Linked DNA regions of Triticum aestivum: region 1 is linked to region 2. Evidence: chromatin contacts called from public Hi-C data. All regions are on one chromosome and are shown on one strand. The core of a region is the stretch at or near the end of the contact, and the rest is flanking DNA. Distances in the headings are between cores, read along the strand shown. Region 1 holds the start of LOC123062436 (regulator of MON1-CCZ1 complex). Region 2 holds the start of LOC123062417 (protein PAT1 homolog 1).

Region 1 (2,700 bases), core at 113-2,612, 280 kb before region 2:
TTTGAATTGCATATGTATCACCAGTACAGCAAGTTAGTAAGTTACATAACCCTTCAATGTCAAACTATTTCTTTGGGGTGAAGTGAGCGTAGCTCAGATGGTTAGGTTCCTTGTGGTGGAACCAACCCACCCGGGTTCAAGTCCGTGCTCGCATTTTCCTGAATTTATTCCAGGCTTTTTGGCGATGTTCATTCAATGGGAGCCGATGTTCCCATCGAGTAAGAAGTGCCTGTGGTGACTTCATCTATCTCAACATTTGCCGGCTCGGTTTCCCGGAAGTGCTCATACAGGTAGGGTGTGCGTGTGTGCGTCCATAGGGGTGAGTGTATGCACGTCTTTGTGAACGTCTACATTTGTACTATGTTTCTCAAAAAAAGATATTGGGGAATGTGTATGGATACTTCCAGTTCACTCCTACTTAGCTACCATTCATATCATGCTATTCGATTCAGTGTAACAACATATGAAAATCAGCAGCAACAAATTTAGGGGTAATTAACAGATTGAAGTGCACTTCCTAAATATAATCACCCAAGGGCAGAGGAGCAAACAACTAAGCAGCAGGCATCCTCCTCATAGCCGAAAACCAAAATCACACTAGTGCAGAACCGGGCAATAGCACCGGTTCGTAAGGCCCTTTAGTGCCGGTTCGGTAACCGGCACTAAAGGACGCCAGGACTAAGCTAACACCCACACGGATCAAATTAGACCCCTATAACAGGCTCCTAACAATCCGGTAGCAACAAACTACCTTTAGCGAAGTACTAGCACCGAGTAGCAAAGAGACACTAATTACAACAGTGTATGTATATCACCCATCGTGATCTTCCCAGCAGCAACAGCAAACCAATCTGCAAGGGGAAACCTCCCAAATCTACCACCAGCCCGTGACCACTTGCTGCAAACCAAAACTAAACTAGGGAATTCTGATCCCCGATCCTGCTACGGCGCATTAGTACTAAATAGCTAATAACGAGTGAACGAACCATCACACTTGTCGGCAGGTGAAGAGGGGGGGATTAACGAGTGGAGGAGCGAGCGGGCGGGCACCTGGGACGCGCAGGTGGCGAGGATCCGGGCCAACGCAGAGGGGGCCGCCGGCTTCCGTTCCTTCATCCAAACCCTGGCCAGATCACGCGGCCATACCAGTGGGGAGAAGGGGAAAACAGCAGCGGCGGCGGCGGCGGCAAGGAAATTCGAGGGGGGGCTCGAGCTGGGGCGGCGGTCGAGTGAAGAGGGGTTGGGATTTGAGTCGCCTGGTCGGGGTGGTGGTGGCGCGAGCTCGTACCGTCGTCTTCTTCGCCGGCCGGTCCACGATGAGGCAGGCAGGGATGGAGAAGAAGGTCCGCGGAGATGGGTTCGGTAGAAGCTGAGATGGGAAAATTCACCGGCTTGGCTCGCCGCGGTATCTGGGCCTGGCGCTGGGCCGAGTGGTTCGCTGTAGGGGCATGGGCAGCCCGGCCTGAACCCGAAGCCCAAGGGACGTGCCGGGCTCGGGCTCCAGTTTTGGTCCAAAAGCCTGAATTGCCTCAAAATTAGGGTTTTATCAGAAAATATACTAACACCTCAAAAAATCAGCAAATATAGCTGTTACTCAAACAAAAATCAGAAAATATTGATATAATATAGTTTTAATATGAAAAGTGCAATGTTTAGTTGTTTTGGGTCGGGTCGACCTCAGGTTTTGGGGGGCGGCCCGAGGAATACCCAGGTCTAGTCACACGACTTTGTACATCGAAAATCATGGAGATAAGTATATTTACTACGCGTGAGCACGCATTAGAAACCACTTCGTGGGAGAGGGTCAAGGCGGGCGACTGAAACCCTAGCCACCACCCCGTCTTCTCCCCTTCTCTCCATCGCCAAGGTGCATCACTAGGAAAAGGCCGCACAGCGTTGGCACCATCGGGAGGTTGCTGATCGTGGTGGGCCTACTCTGGAGGAGTTGGTAGGCTACCATGGGTCGGCGACGGAGATGAGTAGCCGAGGTGCGGTTGTCGACAGGCGATGCTCGACAACATCGGTGGTGATCCAACGCGATAATCTCCAACGGCAGCCCCGCCTGGCTAGGTCACTGGAGAAGAGGGCGTTGGTGCATGGTCGTGGGCAACGATGAGCTTGACATCAGACTCGAATATGGTGTGCAGTGGCATTTGTGATTTGTCTCTGGTTTCTTTGGAGAGTGTTTGTGTCTAGTTTGAGGTGTGAGGCAGTTGTGTTGTCCAAGTATATGGATAATCTCCTCCTTGCCCTTTCCCCGTTTCATTGGTGTGCTTGTTGCCGACACCGGAGGGTGTCTAGAGCTATGTCTTTGACAGGCCTCCCAGGATCTGATGGATTCGTTTGGATTCATATCGCTTTCTTGGTCCTCGGAGTTTCCATAGGATCTTTTCGGCGTTTTTTCTCTAGGGCGTAAACTTATTTCGCTGATCGCAGTCACCGGCGTCTCATGGTCTGCATCAACGACTTTCTGGTTGTTGCTTCTACAAGCTCCTGATTTTAAACAAGTTTTGTCCCGCTGAGGTGGAGGCCCAGAGGCGGCATCGAGCTATGCTCACAGTGAGTCGTCAGTGGATGCAGGAGGAAGAAAACTTTGACACCCCTGATAATTTCAATGTGATGTTTTTTCTGTAAGGGTGTTTTTGTATGGACTTGTGATATTTAATATATGGCTTTAGAGCCTTTCACAAAAACAAAGGT
Region 2 (2,700 bases), core at 162-2,661:
GTGGATGCCGCCGTTGTTGATCATGTTTATCATCGCCTCGTCGGTAGCCACCGTTGATCTTGGGGGGTGCATTCTGCAAGGCACATTGACCAGACATCGCCGGATGAGGGTCCTCGGAAGGAAACCGCAACCAGACGAGCATCGATGACTCAGTGAACACGTAGTCTCTGTTGAGGTCAATGTGTACGGTGGAGGGTGGCCAGAATTGAAGGAGGCAGCAGAGTGTTGCGTGTCGGGCTAACTGTACTGTTAGGCGGCAAAGTAATACGACTTCTTGTACTGGGCGGGCCAGGCAGCACCGACACGACGATCTGATGTGGAGGAGGAGCTCCGGTTTGAGCGGTCGTTTGCGCCTTCTTCTTCACCCTCTCCTACATGTGCCGTTCTTGCGATCCGACTTCTTCTGGTCCGTCATGGCGACGAACCATGTGATGGGCCCCGACAGATCCATCACGACAACGACGGGCGGTGGAATGGGCCAAAATTTTATTTTGGCTAAACAATATTTCAAGAGGATTGAACCTCGTAGCTCACCAGTTTCAACTAGTTTTTAAAAATACTAGGTCTAAAAGGAATTGATAGTGTCAGCTCGGTCTCACATGAACCCATGAGACACACGCTCGCGCGCGCACACACAAAGAGAGATGGTCGAATGATAGGGGTGGTTGTAGATGGTGATGGTCCCCGAATCACGGGATAAGAAAGTGAGAGATATTGAGAAAGAAGTCGACTCAATCAGAGCGTTGCTTTCATGGTTTTCAATAATTCTCAGCACAGAGAGCGCGAGAGCAACTTCCTTTCAGTTTCTCTTGGCAAGTTAAACTCACTTGTACACACAACTAAACAATTCCAAATTCGCAAGGGCACCAAATTTATGCAAAAGTTCACCCAAGGTTTCCTACCACTTTCCAAACGGGCCCTTGCTTTCATCCGACAACACAATGATGATGACCGGTGCATGTGAGACCATTGCTCTAATAAAATTCGCTGTGGGAATATATGCTCAGCAAAACCTTTCCTACAACCATACCACACACCTAGCCTTAAGCCAATGAAATAGTGCCGTCATGCTCCGCCAGTTGTTACCAACAGAAAGGGCTCCATCAACGTGGCAAACGATCATTGGAGACTAACAAAAGCAAAGCTAAATAAAAAAAAAGCTTTATTTGAAGACATGAGGTACTACATCGCCACATCAACACACAGAAAGGGGGCCATTAAAGGGGCAGGTGGAGTAGCACACACGCCAAGCCAAGCCAAAGTCTCCTCTCAGCGCAGCACTGTGATCACTCCGCCAGTTTTTTCCGGTGCCATCCAGCAGTTGCTTTGTCCACACCGGCACGCCATACATCAATATCTATCTATCTATCTATCAATCAATAAATATAAATAATGCGGGGACTATCATTTTCGGCCTATATTTTTTATTATTGTCGAGTCCAAAGAGGGAAGGGAAGGGAAGGGAAGTAAAGCAGCCAAGGCGCGTCTACTGAGCGAGCTTTCCCCGGCTGTACCCCTCTCCGCTCCGCCTCGCAGCTCCCCCCAGATCCAAAACCCAAGCGCGTGCCCGCCCCCGGAATCCAAACCCTAGCAGCGCCGCCTGCGATGAGGGGCCTCCGGGCGGACGCCGGCGGCGGCGGCGCATCCTCCTCCTCGTCGGCCTCCACCGCAGGTGATCGCGATTCCTTCCGCTGCGGCGCTGCCTAGTGATGTTCTGGCGGGCTGTAGTTTGTTGAGTTTGATCCGCCTGCCCGGGCTCGGACCCCAGCGGCCTCACCGTCGAATCTGTGCTGCACACGACGCTTCTCCGCGTGCGTCCGCCGAATTTCGTGTCCCTCGCGCGCGGCCTTGGCAGATTTTCTCGTTTTCGCGTGGCACCGATGGAGATTTATGTGTTTTTTTTTTTGCTTCCTCTGCAGAGAGCTCGCGCTTCGACTCGGGGCAGTATTCCTTCTTCGGCAAGGCGCCGCTGGAGGGGCTGGAGCTCGGCGGCAGCCTGGCGGATGACGGGGGCCTGGACGGCGGCTATGGCGGCGGCGGGTTCGGTGGGCACGATGACGGGGCTTCTTACCAGCTGTCTCCTGTGGGGGAAGAGGTGCGGCTCTCGCCGGCTTTGTATCCGGCTTCCCTGCTGTTGCTATCGATTGTGTGCTGCACTGCCGCATGCTTCGAAGAGTCCTGATTGTGAGTTGGTGCTCGCTACTGTTCGAAAGCTGTGAAATTATGCGCATTGCATGTTTCACACGGTCCTGACTGTGTTTGTTGCTGCTTGCCACTGTTGGATGAGTCATGGCTCATGAGTGGATGCTCTTTTGTGCAGTAGGATGATAGCTCTGTCCTTTTTAGGTACATTCGATTTTTTTTTTTGTTTTTGCAAGGAGGGATCGTGGACTTTGGATGCAATAGAAAGAGATTTGCCCCTCTAGTTTTAGAGGGCGGTGAATCTGATTTAATATGATAAAAAAAATAGTAAATTGCGTCCCTAAGCATTATGATCTCCCCAAAATGTACCTAAGAAAACTATTTTAGTTGGTCTTTCCAACTGGTTAGGACTTGACTGAACAAAATTGTTCTCTTAGAAAATGGAGGATACATTGTCAACTATGAGTGTTTTTTTTATAATAATAACTCAGTACTGAGAAATGTAAATTGGGCAATTGTCAGCCGGAAAAGACGTGATGGTAGGATGTGTCTTTGGAT

What was found. A called contact is a pair of places that touch in the nucleus more often than the background predicts.
Region 1: a contact with region 2 is called in a Hi-C map of leaf, with 5 times the contacts expected there. The contact joins the promoter of LOC123062436 here to the promoter of LOC123062417 in region 2. A contact is called at or near these places in 4 of 5 Hi-C or Micro-C datasets (leaf and an unstated tissue) and 1 of 1 datasets of contacts at active chromatin or transcription factors (leaf).

The regions. Positions count from the first base shown.
Region 1 is chr1A:520,998,327-521,001,026 of IWGSC CS RefSeq v2.1, reverse strand. LOC123062436 (regulator of MON1-CCZ1 complex) reads right to left here and starts at 1,362. Exons shown (of 13, transcript XM_044485967.1): 1 at 1,051-1,362.
Region 2 is chr1A:520,717,591-520,720,290 of IWGSC CS RefSeq v2.1, reverse strand. LOC123062417 (protein PAT1 homolog 1) reads left to right here and starts at 1,411. Exons shown (of 5, transcript XM_044485915.1): 1 at 1,411-1,672; 2 at 1,920-2,095. The coding sequence starts at 1,606.